Regions from separate parts of the Rattus norvegicus genome. Here region 2 is linked to region 1. A link is a contact called in public Hi-C data. All regions are on one chromosome and are shown on one strand. The core of a region is the stretch at or near the end of the contact, and the rest is flanking DNA. Distances in the headings are between cores, read along the strand shown. Region 1 overlaps LOC120099128 (a long non-coding RNA gene). Region 2 has its middle 96 kb from the start of Dll1.

Region 1 (7,349 bases), core at 3,021-5,520:
TCCCAAGAGAAGGCAAGACATGTACACTGCTGTATTCTGTACTAGAACAGACAAACTAACATTCCTCGCTGTCTTCTTAACAGGTTCTTAAAACTGATCCTCCAATACACTGAGAACCTAGTGGCCTATACCAGCCGACAGAAGAACAAATGGAATGAAGCCGTCAGTCTCACACGTGCAGTTTTGTTGAGAATTTGGACGTTCAGTGAGAAGAAACAAATGTTAATACATTTAACCAAAAACACAAATAAAGTTGACACAGGCTGACACGCTTTCTGTCAGAATTGTCATCTACGTGTTTCCACACAGAAGAAAAGGCTTCACATCCAGCACAATTAAGAAACACATACCATGGTAGTGCATGAGTGAGGCCAGGTGATAGAAGTTTAGAGCCTTCTTTTCTCCTTACGTCTTAGTAGAGGAAGCAGTTGCATGATACATGTACAAATTCAAGGTTCTGAAAAATCTTGAGTTGATGATTCTTGTTGATTGAAGGTGCTACCTGTATGGCCCCAGCCAATTGCCAAGTGTACTTAAAAACAAGGCTCACCCTGGCCTGCAGTACCTGTAGGGCTGCTCAGGGCTGACCAGGTCTATGAAGGAAATAGAGAACAGAAGACACAGAAAGCACATGTAGAGGTTCTGAAAGATAATGAAATAAACGGAATGACTTCTTCAGCATGTAGTCTTCGGTACTGTCTCCCTGTTCCATCAGGACAAGCTGCTTGGTGAACACCACTCCGGAACTCTCTAGGTTTTCCAACAGGATCTGAGAGCAAAAAGAACCAGAGCTGGGGGCCATGCTATGGAGACTGGTGGGAGATCTCAGGAAGCTGACATCCCACAGAGGCTCTGCCCTGTATAAGGCCTGGTTCAATCCTGGATCAAGAGATTCCTCAACTCCTGTGAGTGACTTCTGCCAGTGGCCTCTAAAAGATACGAATCATTCTAAGAGTCTGCCTAGAAAAGAAAACAGAAGCACAGAGGCCAGCCAGAAGGAAGGTTGGCAGTGCAGACCCGATGCTAGAGAAGTGAGCATGCTCCATAGTTTACCAGGCTTGAGGGCTTGTCTTTGTCTGTGCAGTGTTGATGCTGACCCTGCCATCACACACCTCATCTAACTGACATGAGGGAAGGAAAAGCGCTGCAGCAGATGCTTTGCTCTGTCCCTACAATATCAACAGATGCCAGCTTTTCTTGTCCCTCGTGGACCATGATGGGAAGTGATTTGGATTCTCTGTTACATTGAGATGTGTATGTGTGATGTGTGTATGTTGCTATGTGCATATCTTCACTGTATGTGTCTAACATTCCAACAATTCCCCAGCCTTACATGAGTTAACCATTGGGAAAATGGTGGCCAGCCTCAAGTCCTCACCTGAAGTCCCAGTTGAAAGTAGTTTTTGGTTCTGCCAGGTGAGCCCTTTACCTGTGGATCTGAACCTGGCACAGGTAGCGCTTTTGTTAACCGTTCTGGAGTTTGCCAAAGGTATGTATCCCAACGGGATCGGAGTGCTTGTGGGGCTTCTTTCTAGCTTTACTTCCCGAGGGAATCTCAGGAACCCATGTTAAGGAGAAGTCACCTTGGAATGCAATGATGCTGGATTTGGAATTATAGAACCTCCTAGGTCCATTTCCTGATTGTGTTTTCTCTAGTCAGACACAGGGCGGCGCTCTTCACTAAGTAATCTGACAGCTGTGTGGGAAGCCGTCGCCTGTGAATTCTCAGGACTCCAGGAAAATGAATTCTTTCCTGTTCATCTGGCCACAGAGAGGTAGATCCAGGGTGACAAGAGTGGGGAGTGACCGCTGGCACCCGGCCACTGGGGCTGTGGGGCATTGTGTGCACCTGAAGGCTCGGCCTTCCGTTCATTTAATTCTGTATTGATGAAAGGCATGAGCAATCACAGTCTGAAATCTGTTCCATCTTCATGAGGGAAGATTGGGGTTGTACTGTGTGAATTAATCCCTTTGGGGGAGACATCAGCATGGCTAGTGGTGGTGACAGGAGAATAAGGGAGGTAGCAAGGTCACTATTAACCAACCACCAATCACCATACTGCTGATGGGGGAGGGGAACCCTTTGTCTAAAGGAACTGATTGAGCTTTGCAGAGGAAGGGGTGCAGACCTGCAGTGGAGACTGGCTTCTAACCACTCGCTCGGTCTCCCCAGCTGCAGTCAGAAGTCACACCTGGACACCACAGTCAGTCAGCCAACACTCTGCCAAAGCAGGGCGCCCTTGTGGGATTGGCTCTTAGGGACTAACAAAGAAAATTCTTTACAACAGATAAAAGGGAGTGTCTGTGGTTTGGTTTACAGCCCTACTAAGTAATTTTAATGAAACTAAATCACTGTGGTACCTCCAGAGTTTGGGTTTTGGAGGAACCAGTTTCTCTGTGGGCTGTGTCTGGATTGTAGAGAGCCCATGTGAATTAACTGGGACCGATTAAGATAAGTCTTGGATTGCATCAGATGTTCTCCAAATAAGACCCTGGATGTATACAGGATGTCCCCTTGACACATCAATTAATTAATCGGAAATGAAATATGCTCAATTCAAAACAGCTAGTCATAAAGCTAAGTCCTGCGCCAGCCAATGGCTGTAGTTGATGGAGCTTTGTAAGCATACACTTGCCATTATAAATATCAAATGCCACCTTTCCAGAAAGCTTACATATTTTCAAAGCTTTTGCTATCATTAATTGCTCAGGACTTTGAGTACTCCCAAGACAGTGTTATTGACTCCATTTAGGAGGACGGTCAGAAACTTAGTCCAGAAAACTTGGAACTCACTCCCCTGCGAAGGAGGCAGGGGAGTGCTAGTCCTCAGCCAGCAGCCTTGTCTTTGTGGAGATCTGCTGGGCTCTGGCTTAGCTGCTTAAGTGGCTCTCTGGATGGTTCACTGACAGTTCCCCTGAATCCCAGAAATGAACTTTATAATCTCAAAATCTTAAAATGCAATCTCAAAACCTTCCCAGCAGCTTGGCAGGGAGATGGAAATAGCCCAGAAAAATACAGAATGAGCAAGAACGGGCTACAGTCTACAGGCTGAGGGGAAGGCTATAACACTAAGGCCAGTCCTTAAGAGTATGAGGTCCAGGAAACCTGTCAGAGCAGAGGGTAGGGTCTGCAGGTGATGCAGGGACAGTGGGCACAGGGGCCTCCAGTCTCTCTGTTTTGGCCTTAATTAACAAGCCTATGAGAGTAGCTTAGGCCTTGCTCATATGTCAGCATGTAAAGTTCTCATAGTGCTGAATTTAGAGATAAATCCCTTCCACAGGCTGTGGCCCTCACTTCCCACTTAAGACATGCTATTTTCCACGGTCCTATGCTGACCCATCCTCAGGAGCCTCTGTGTTAGTTGTCAGTCTTGCTGGAGTCAGAATCCTGACTGTCCATCTGGACCTGGGCAGTCTACGCTTCTGGCTCTGTTGTTGTTTGTGTGTGTGCTTGTTCCTGTATTACCTGTAAATGATAGAAAAGTTAATGGTGATTTTCTTCTTTAGTTGGGTCCAGGATGAGGTTCGGACCTAAGTTAATGGCTGAGGGGTCTGCTAAATCACTGGGAACATTGCACTGTGTTTATATATTGATCTTCAGCTGCTGGGAGCTGTGTCAGTCAGTGGTGGGAACAGGAGGTGTGAAGCCACACCTTAGGGGTCCTCCACGAGGTGTGATACTCACAGGCTGACAAATGGTGGGAATATTGCTTCCCTTAAGTGCTGGTCATGTCCAGATGGTGCTAAATATCCGGTGCATCACCTCACAGCCCTCCCTCCACCCAGCTCTTCTGCACCCCCTTTAAGTCCTGTGCCCGAAGCCCCCAGTGCTTTCAAGTCCTGTGCCCGGATCTCCTTGTGTTTTTCCAAGTGAAGGAGCTCTGAAACTCAGGACCTGGGGTTTCAGAACCGCTCAGGAATCCATTCTTAGCACGCCTGCGACATTCTGTGTGCCACCCTGAAACAGCCAGTCTACCCCAGTCACCCAACTTCATGATTTTTTTTTTAATTTTTATTTTTGGCAAGGGATCCCTTTACGGGCTGCCAGGAAGTACAGTGTTCATGGCTACCCACAGGCCCAGGGCTGTGCTTCAGTGCCGGAACTGTGCAGGCCAGACTGCTGAGTCTGCAGTTACGGCGTCTGTGCTTTTATCTCGTTCTCCACTGCTTCCGCTCCTCCGTTTTGGAACACACGGGATAATATGCTCTGGTCCCTTAAGGATATAGAGGAAGGAACCATTTCCATATCCACTTGACTCAAGTCACCACAGTCAGCTGCTGGCTGAGCAAACTGACCTCAGATGAGTCACAATCCAGCTCACACAAGGTCACAGTTCAGCCAAACTCAGAAAGTCCAGTTGAGAGGTTGATGTCTGTGCTCAAGATGCCAGTGTAAGCAAGAGGGGTGGGGGTTGGGGGGATCAATGCTTGGTTCCAGCAACTTTCAGGCTCAGGAGACCACAGTGAGACCATGGGGCCCCAGCCCGGATGGGTGGCCAAGGGACAAGGCAAGAGCTGATAGGGATCAGGCAAAGTGCAGGGCTACTAAATGGGGCCCTGAAAGGCTGCTAGGTTTCCAAAGCCAGAGCGCTTCCGGCCTAAAGGAGTGTGTGTGTGTGAAATCTGGCCTCGGAGTGAAGCTTTAGGGTGATAAACTAGATCACAGAGGCCACAGGAGGGACCCAGGCAACTGTCACCGGACTGTGAGCCACCACTCATGTCACCCCACACCTCCACTGCATGTCACTGACCCAGACATGTTATCAGAATTAATCCTCACAGTCACCAGAGAAGAGAAGGACGCGCAGGTAAGGATATCAGGCTGTGGTCCAACAGGGTTTAACCTACACACGGGCTGTGTCAACATAAGGACACCGGTCACACCAAGGGACATTATTAGATCGCCAGGTCAGCACAGAAACCCAATCTTCCACCAGACGTTATTGCAACTTTCCATACTCCAATGGGTTTGATTCCTCCGCACTCATCTTTTCCTGTCTGGCTCCTTGCTGGTTCCAGGAAAGCTCTGGGCAGGTTGCAAATGTCTGAGTTGAAACAGCTCTTCCAGGGGGAGGATGCATCAGAGACTGACAGCAGGGCAAAGATATCTGCTTTGCCATCCTGCAAAAAGCTGCAGATTCCACCTGCCCTGACTAGGCTGCCTTCCAGAGTAAGCAGGCTGATCTCAGCCACAGTATTTCCACATGCCCGACACCCTGCAAACCGTGGAATGATGCCTGGGTGTGCTAAGCACAGGCGGCATCCGGAAGCTCCTGACTTCCTGGTGTCCTGGGGACTGTTAGTAAGGAAGCCAGTTGAGGAGCCGCTGCAGGAAGCCGCTCAAATCAGGGATCCTAGCAATTACTTAGGAAGTGGCTTTCATCATCATGAGTTGCAAAGTAGAGAGAGTAAAGGAGGAAGTGGAAAGTCGTTTGGTGGGGGAAATCACTCCATGGTGTTCGAAGGTCACTCCTGCAAATACTATATAAAATTGAGGTTATTGTTCATAGCACCACAATGAGTGGTCCATAAAGTCAAAGGGAGCTGAGTTTGGCTACTGGGAAAGTAATATTTGTTAATGAGGCTGCAAGTTTCACAGAAAGTGTACAAAGTTTAAAAGAATTTTATACTCCAAAATTTGAATATTAGGTCGATATTGTTGAATGGGATGTAATTCACAGGGATCAGGAACCAAGAACACCAGAACATATAATGTACAGTTTGCTTTCCATTCACACTTTCCACAACCCTCAGAGTAAGAAATTCTTTCTGACTGATTTCCAGGACCTTTATATAACAATCAGTTTATTTAGGTATTCATCCTAAGTCTTACACAAATGGTAGCATATTATATAAACTGTACTACACCACAATGCTCTGATGAACAAGAGTATATTGAAGAGCCTACCACACAAAGAGGATCTCCATTGTTTTTAGTAGATGCATATTTCGTGTTTACTTTTGCTTCGTTTTGAGTCTCACTATGTAGCTTTGGCTGGCCTGGAACTCGCTGTAGACCAGGTTAGCTTGAGCTCACAGAGCTCCCTCTGCCTCCACCATGATTAAAGGTGTACACCACCGTGCCCTGATGCCTTGTAGACCTTTAACATTACACTGTTTGCTTATTAATGAACCAACGTATTATGCTTATTATGTTTGCTTATTAATACCAACATATCCCATATATTTTGTCACAATAAGTCAAGTTAAGTCTTGCATGCATGTCATGATGCCCAGGGTCAGACATGCATAAAATTAGCCTCCCAGTGTCTGAGATTCCTCTGTCCTAGCTTCATTTACTGAGTGTTATAATATAAGGAAGTCTTGCAATTCAGTTAGCTTGAAGGGTTTGCTGTTATCGATGAGGCACAGCGTCTATTTCCCTTTATTGGAAGGTCCACCCGAGGCTTTAGCCATTTGCCTATTGCGTTCTTGATATTCTTCTTTCTTTACTGGCTTCTAGGAGTTCTATATATTAAGGGTGTGGGTTGTAATAGCAATGAAAATGTTTTATTTCTCCTCACTGCCTGTTTTGATTTCTTAATTTGCTAATGGTTGATTTTCATGAGTAAGTCAACATTTTTGTGTAGCTGAAATTAAAAATCCTTTCTCTATGCTTGGATTTTAGTTAGAAAATTCTTCACTTAGTTCTGAATTTATAAAGAACAATTTCCCTGATCATGATTTCTATTGCCGTTTTGTGTGTGTGTGTGTGTGTGTGTGTAGTGTGTGTGTAGTGTAGTGTGTAGTGTGTGTATAGTGTGTGTGTGTAGTATGCGTGTGTAGTGTGTATATAGTATATGTGAGTGTAGTGTGTAGTATGTAGTATGTGTGAGTGTAATGTGTAGTGTGTGTGTGTAGTGTGTGTGTAGTGTGTGTGTAGTGTGTAGTGTGTGTGTAGTATGTGTGCGTGTAGTGTGTAGTGTGTGTGTAGTGTGTATGTACTGTATATGTGTGTAGTGTGTATGTACTGTATATGTGTGTGTAGTGTGTGCGTGTGTGTAGTATGTGTGCGTGTAGTGTGTAGTGTGTGTGTAGTGTGTGTAGTGTATGTGTGTGTATAGTGTGTGTGTATAGTGTGTGTATGTAGTGTGTGTGTGTAGTGTAAGTGTGTGTGTAGTGTGTGTATGTAGTGTGTGTAGTGTGTGTGTGGGGTGTTTGGTTTTAATGTTGAAATATTTCATGCATTTAGATTCCTTTTGAAACATGCTATAGGTATTGTAGGGTAGTAAACATGGTTGTAGCTGTTTTCCTTTCTGAAAATTGACCTCCGCTCTCCCTCCTAAGCTTCCTGCATGGACGGTCACTGGTGTATGCTGGCTCACCTAATTAGCAAGTTCATCATTCAT
Region 2 (7,349 bases), core at 1,331-3,830, 220 kb after region 1:
AACTGAGCAAAGGATATGAGACGTATATTTGTGTGCTATTGTTTTTAAGAGTGGAAACAAGTAAACAAAACAGATGAAGTATAATGTCACCTTAGGGATTTTTTTATAAGTGTTAAAATTTTCAAAGGCTGCTCGCAGAGGAAAGGCAATTTGATTACAATGCTTAGCAAGCATCATTCCTGTAAAATAAATAATGTGTATTTTATGCCTGGGGAAAACTCTAACACAGCTCATACCTGTTATTCATAATGACTTGGGGGGAGGTATACTGGCATTCTGTTTTCTTTCAAAGTAACTTAAGTATTTTTTATAAAGAGCACGCATTATTACTACAGGCAGAGAAACACAAAATAACCGTGGTATAGAATACATTGCATAAGTGAGGCTGTTTACAGTAAACAGTTTACTTGTAATCCACAATTAATGTTGTTTGTATTTTGTATACATATTAAAAATTCTAGAAGGCCATGTAGGCTGGCAACTTGACACTGACTAGAGTCATTTTGGAAGAGGGGAAACTCAATTGAGAAAATGCCCCCACCAGATTGACTTGTAGTGTACATTTTTCATTAACGATAGATGTGAGAAGGTGGATGTGTTAGCTCATAGGGTACGTCTCTGCTTTCTAGATATACGTTTACAGTGGGTGGTGCTACCCCTGGACAAGTAGCCATAGAATGTATAAGAAAGCAGGCTGAATAAACCATGAGGACAAACCAGTACGCATCATTCCTCCATGGCTCCTGCTTAAGTTCTTGCCTTTGCTCCCGCTTTGACAGCTCTGGATAAGAGACTACAGCCTCTCTTCTCTCCAAGCTGCTGTGTTTTATCAGAGCAGTAGCAACCTAAGACCACATGCAACATTCCAGAATTACTCTTGCCTGTAGGATAAAACTTTGGAGAAGGGTATGAGTTAGTTTGAAATGATCCTGTGTTATTGGAAATATAATACCTGGGCAATTATACTTCACAAGTCTGAATTCACAGGCTTTTTTTTTGTTGCTGTTTTTCTGTTCCATAAACAAAGTCACTGAAAGTTGTACACTGTACATTTTTCCAATGAACTCTGAAAGAGGTATTTCATTTGAATGAATACAAGGAGTGCCATTTTTCCTGGCTGCATACCCCACTAAGATCTAGCTCCCACTAAGGTAGATAGGGCAAGAGAGGTTTTATGTACAAGTCACAGTGCAGGTTTGCCTGAGCATACACTGTATACATATATGTAGGAAGCAAATACTTAACACTGTGAGCTAACACACTCATCAGAAACATACACAGGTATCTATTTCTGGAGAGGGAAGAAACTGAATATGGATGGAGTTCTGGTCTTGGACCAAACTTAACAGGCAGACAGCATTCAATGTGGTAGGGACTGTGAGAGTGGTGTGTAACTCAGAGAGGCTCCTTCAGGGAATAAATGCATGGTGGAGTTCCATCACCAGGAGTTCCAACTCATCTGTCCTCCAAAATGGCCCTTCTATGGCCTTGCCTCTTGCCATGGGGCAGCTCTCACAGCCAGGGCTGCCAAATGCTCTGCCTCCCACATCTCGACAGCTATGGGGGTCCAACTTTTCCCACCTCAGCTCTACTTCTCATCTTTGATGCCCGAACCTAGGTTGCCTTTTATTTACAACTCGAGACTCTACTTCCCCACAAATAGTGCCTCCAGTCTTTGGTATCAGGGAAGGTGGCCACCAAGGTAAGTCTTATGCCCAGTGAGTACAGGACAGGCTTCACCAGGGTCTCCACGTGGAGGCACAAATGTGAAGACACTGGATGAGTTACAACAAAAATGTGCCTATGTCAGAATCTAAGGAACCCACTTCCCACCTGCCCAAACCCTGGCTGAGCAAGGTGACAAATGTCTGGGCTGTTTCATTTGGTGACAGAGACTGAGACCAGAGAAGTTAAGATGAAGTCACATGGCCGTGCACGACTGGCAGCACGCACAGTGCTCTTTCCAGGGAACAAGAGAAACTAAAATGAACTTGATCAGAAAGATGAAACCACCTGCGGAGCTGAGGCAGAGGAATAGCCACCACAGAGGCTCTTGCTCATGAGGTATGATCCCATGTTCCCAGCAAGAGTGGGCTACCATATTTGAGGAACAAAACAATACAATACAGAAGAAAAGACAGGCATTGGTCCTCAGCACCCAGAGCAGGAACAGGACACAGACACGGCAACCTCGTTCACCTGTTCCTCCTCCCCACACACCAGGCTATAGAAATACCCAAGGTCCGATTGGTTCTAGACATTAAGCTAAATTCTGACTCCTTGGCAGAGTGCTTCCTGCACTGCTATTTGTTCCTGCCTGTGAAAGGACACCTTGGGAATCCTCCTGCAGTGAGGAAGGAGCTGGAAGGCCAGGGGTGGCTGTGTGCCACAGCTCTCCTGGCCAGAACTTTGCCTGCCTTACCCTGGCAGGAGGGCCTGAACACTATTTTCTATTTATGGTGAGCCAGTGACTAGCCAGCTGTGCAAGGCATGTGGGAGCTGGGAGCTCCAGCCTTAGCCTGGATCGGCTGGCCTGGCTTAAAGCCAGCTGGGTCTGTGAGTAGAACTGGCAACAGGCCCAGGAGCTACAGGCAGTCAGAAACTCCACCAGCTTAGCTGAACCATGTCCCTTCACCTCCCCACTCTCCTCCCTCACCCTGGCTGCTAGAAACACTATGGGGGCTCAATTCTTATGCCATTCAAAGACTAAGAGGCATATACCCCTGCATTCTGCATTCACATACCCTTGCTTGTTCCCAGGCCAGCGTTTCCACATTTTCATCATGTAACATGCCAGGTCATGGTGTCAGGTGTTAGTGACAGGCCCTCCGAGAGAATACAAGCCGCTCTGACATGGTATCAATGTCCCTGGGCCTCTAGGACAAACACACTCGTTGTAATAAACTAAAGTGGTAGCTCCAAGGAGTTTATAGGGCAGCCTTAATACCTGAGATGTCCCATGAAGGTGTACCCTAGCATTCTGGTACTGATGAGGTGGATGTTGCCCCAGAAATGGGTCAGAAAGAGAATCTAAGCCCAAACCAGAGCCTCTGGCACTGGGCTACCCTTCTAAAAGCACTGGTTAAAAATGCTTGCAAGTTTTCCCAGTGCAAACCTTGACTGGAGGCTATGTTGTTCCATAAAGAAGGGGTCTCGGAGTTCAAAGATGACAGGGGTGGGGGACACAGCCATAGGTGCCCAGATACCTATATATCTCTCCTAAAACCTTCCAACCACCTCTGGGCTGCCTCCCAACCATATGTCATCTTCCCACCAGACCTACAGTTTATGAAGCAACAGTCTGACATTTTGCTTGGGACCATGTGTGCCCCAAACCCCAGAAAAGTGAATCCATCTCAGACTTGGTCCTTGAATCCCCAGGATAACCTCTGAGTCTCACTCACCCTCTGCCTGGGCCTCCAGTGCGGCCCAAACACCTCATGCTCTACAGTAGGCTTTGCTTTCTTATCCCATGATGCATCTGAACAGTCATCCAAACCTGGTCACGGGAGCCTCGTCTGTGGACCCTGGGCCTTCTCTGGGATGCTTTGCTTCCCTTAGAAATCCTTGACTTCCTGCAGCTTCCAGAGCCTCTGCCTCTGCTCCCACATCTGCATGACCCTTGCAGATGTGTCTCCAGAGGACTGAGCACTATCAAGTGCTGAGGTCCCTCACTGGCCACCCATCAGAGCTTAGACTGGTGTGACTGGAAGCCACCCTCCCTGCCCTCGTCCTCCCATATGGCTCAAGAGGTTGAATAGGGCACAATACCCTGCCCTAACCCCCCCCCCAAACAAAGACAGAGTGCACTGTTCTCTGCTCAGGTAGAAGGTGCTCTCAGAACGTTAGTGGAGGGGCCTGTGCAGGACTGAAAAGGATGTCAGCATCTCAGGGTCTGGAGTTATAGGTGGTTGTGATCTGCCCAGCATGAGTGCTGGGAACCAAACTCTTCCCTTGCAAGACTCCTAACCATGGGTCCATCTCTTCAGGCCTCATGGTCAGTGAAATCATCCGCTGTGGCAGAAAAATAGAAACACTGAAAACCTCTACCTTTGATGTTAAGCACGTCATAGATCAGCCTCAGAAAGGAAGAGGGTTAGGCTTTGGGGAAGCAGAGCCAGGCGAGCTCCAAGGGCATGCATGATGACTCTCCCAATAAGGCCTACTCCCAAGGCCTGGGCTTGAGAACATGTTCTAGACCAAGAAAATGGCTGTGAGCCCAAAGAATGATGATCTGGACTGAAGTTCTAGAATAAGCTGCAGTCTCCATCAGCTACGTGGCTCAAAAGTCATGACATTCGGGTGAGTCTGAGCAGAAGTGTGGCTTCCAGGTATGGATAAGTCAGAAAGGAACTTCTCAAAGAGAGGAAGCACCCAAGGACAGTAGGAATGCAGACAGAAAGAGGCTCTGTGAAAGGACAATCCTCCTGGGGTTGCCTCGTCCTGAGATGGGCACTGTGGGGCTCTGACCATGACGGAGAACCAGGACTTAGTTTACACAGAGCAGCTGCCCCACAAGCAGGGTGGCTCCACTGGATATGGACACAACACAGAGACCCTCACCTCCAGAGGACACAAACTACAAAATACTCTTGTCTCAATAGTACCCTTGTCTTAGGGGGGCCAGGACCCTGAGAACACCTCCATATCAACTAGACACAGCTATGATAACACTGGACATAGAACACCTTCATCTCAGCTGGGCGGGGCCCTCAAAACAGCTTCTTATCAGTTCAACATGACCCTCGGAATCTGTATACCTCCAATGGACATAGCCATCCTTTAAACTTGACTGCACCTAGGGACCCTAAGTGTCTCATGCAGACATTTGCCCTGAGCATTATGTCAAAAGTCAGCAGGGTCTGAAAATCCAGTTGTCTACCTCTAGGTGTGCTTATGCGTGCTTGTGTGTCTGTGTGTGCATGTGTGTGTGTGTGTGTGTGTGTGTGCGTGCGTGTGTATGTGTGTGTATGTGTGCATGTGTGTACGTGTGCATGTGTGTATGTGTGCACGTGTGTGTGCGTGCGTGTGTGTGTATGTGTGCATGTGTGTACGTGTGCATGTGTGTACATGTGCACACGTGTGTGTGCGTGTGCGTGTGTGTGTGTGTGTGTGTGTGTGTGTGTGTGTGTGTGTAGGCCAATGTCCTGCAGTATTGGAGATGGGAAAAGCAAGCTAAACCCATTTTTTTTCTACAGTGTGTGGACCTATCCGATTTCTCTTCCTCTGAGCCAAGACCCTAATCCCAACCTGGCTTTGAACCTTTGTAAAATTTCCTCTCCATAAAGAAGATGGAGAGGGCCAAATACAAAGTCAGTCTTAACGGAAGAAAACAGAGATTTCACTTTTTAAAAAATTAGAAAATGAGACACCGAGGGAGCTAGAGGGCAGGAGCTGAGGGCAATCAGACCACCTGCACAGCTGTTCGTTCTTGACAAAGATGAGGCCAAATCCTCCTTAATGCTCACATTTTGTGGAGTTATAATTAGTGTCTCCAAATTACCTGGGACCCCAGCCATGGTGCAACATAATACTCAGCAGCCTCACAGGATGGACGGCCACTGCACTTGCCCATTGTCTGAGAGAACAGTTGAAATGCATTACATATAAGCAAGAGCATCCACAAGGAGTAAAGTACAGAGTGGGAAATTGTGTGGTAGAGTACATCAGGTACCCGGAGCAAATTGAGCTACAATACACAATAATATCCTTCCTCCAGTGGTAACCATAGATTGCAGAAGTTAAGTAGAGGAAAGACTGATAAGCTTTACCTTGGCTGTAAGTGGCCCTACCCAGGGATACTACATCCTAGCATTGGCCAGAGCTAGCTTCTGCTTTCGTATTACTCCCACTGATACCATGGGGGTCTGACATCAGACATCTTGGGAAGACAAGGAAATTGAGGGTGTGAAAAGTAGGTGAAAAAGCCAAGATCAGGAAACATGGGACTGATGCCATTGGTTCGTCTGTACTCAGATTGGACTGGCCTCTCAGGGGCTATGAAGGTGAGGCTGGGAACTGGCCACTCAGGAAGGACCAGAGAAAAGTAGAAGCAACCAGCAGGAAATTGACCTGTCCCTGGATTCTCTATGAAGTAAGATCTTCCTAGCTACCAATATCTAGGCTGATTGGGGGATAGATCACCTCTGTTCCCAGCAGGGTCACTTGAGAAGTTCCAAGTTTAACAATTCTGATGCCAGGTAGACCCATGAAGAGCTCCAGTCTAGGGACCCACAACCATCCTCTTCCACAGAATGCCTTACCCCAAAATCATGCCTAGTCAGTCAGGAACACATGCCACCATGTGAGACACAGCTGTGCATGCAGGCCTGGCCTCATCTCACTGGTCTTGGACAAGGTCTCATAGTTAAGTGGATGAGGATATGTTCACAAATACTGCCTGTCCCCTGCACTAGGCCATCATCAAAAAGAGAAACATTTTGAGTTCAGTGACTCCAGACTACTGTATACAAGGTTGCTTCATCCAAATCACTTGGGAGTATATCACAGCATTCTCTGCTGCCCAGGCCAAGAGCACCAGGAAGAGTTAGACATGGCATAGGTCAGAGAGCCTTGTACACTGGAGAACATGGTTTTCTATCTGTAGGCAGGAAGCAATAACAAACAGTGTTATGGTAACTCATTGTTACAACAGCACGGGCGCCCGGTTGCCATCCAAGTGTTTTTGTAATCATGGTAGATTCTTGCTTCCCTCTAGATCTAGGTCTAGGTCCCCATAAGTCTCTTCTGTAGAAAGCAGCACAGCAAGAGGATGCGTCTGTCACAAGCATTCCTCTAAGCCTTTGCTGGTTGAAAAGATCATAGGGGACAGGGGCCTCTGAGGACAGTGGCAGGAAGTCTTTTGGTCGAGGAGAGGCTTTTGTTTGCTGAGCCTGACATGGTGAGTGAGGTTCTTTCTCTTCCCATCTACAAAGAACACTTTCTCTGGAGGTGAAAGCTTCCCCCCTTGCTTCTCGAAAACGAAACAAAACAAAACAAAAACCAAAATCAAACAAGCGAAAATAAAACAAAAAATGTATGTCTCTCCTAAATGCAGGAAAAGATGGGCCGTTGTTGAAAATCAGATCTGTAATGCTTAGACACTTAGGATGACCTATGGCCCTCCTGCCGCTCTCTTGTTTCTCAGTTGGCACCTGTCATAAGGACCCTGGGCTTGGACTTGGTTCTCAGGAATGGCCCTGCCTGATAGTCCAGGTCCATATCTTACTCCACCCAGGTCTAGATCTCTGACTCTGGCAAGCTTTAACGTCACCTTCGTTTCTAGAACAAGCTCCTTTCAAAGTGCTCCTGCATGTCATTTAACTCTCTTCTCGTTTTGTCAGAACGAG

Evidence for each region. A called contact is a pair of places that touch in the nucleus more often than the background predicts.
Region 2: a contact with region 1 is called in a Hi-C map of liver, with 3 times the contacts expected there. The contact joins two enhancer-like sites. A contact is called at or near these places in 3 of 12 Hi-C or Micro-C datasets (kidney and liver).

What each region holds. Positions count from the first base shown.
Region 1 is chr1:64,675,126-64,682,474 of GRCr8, forward strand. LOC120099128 (a long non-coding RNA gene) reads right to left here. Exons shown (of 4, transcript XR_005498081.2): 4 at 3,463-7,349. Ermard (ER membrane-associated RNA degradation) reads left to right here. Exons shown (of 18, transcript NM_001419620.1): 18 at 84-678. The coding sequence ends at 267. Among named protein-coding and RNA genes, the nearest start is that of Ermard, 22 kb to the left of the region's middle. Within about 2 kb of position 4,271, at least 15 of the 93 cell types and tissues checked have an H3K27ac peak or open chromatin away from gene starts, as enhancers often do. A contact at or near this core is called in liver, where this site is marked.
Region 2 is chr1:64,893,566-64,900,914 of GRCr8, forward strand. No RefSeq gene overlaps it. Among named protein-coding and RNA genes, the nearest start is that of Dll1, 96 kb to the right of the region's middle. Within about 2 kb of position 2,581, at least 18 of the 93 cell types and tissues checked have an H3K27ac peak or open chromatin away from gene starts, as enhancers often do. A contact at or near this core is called in liver, where this site is marked.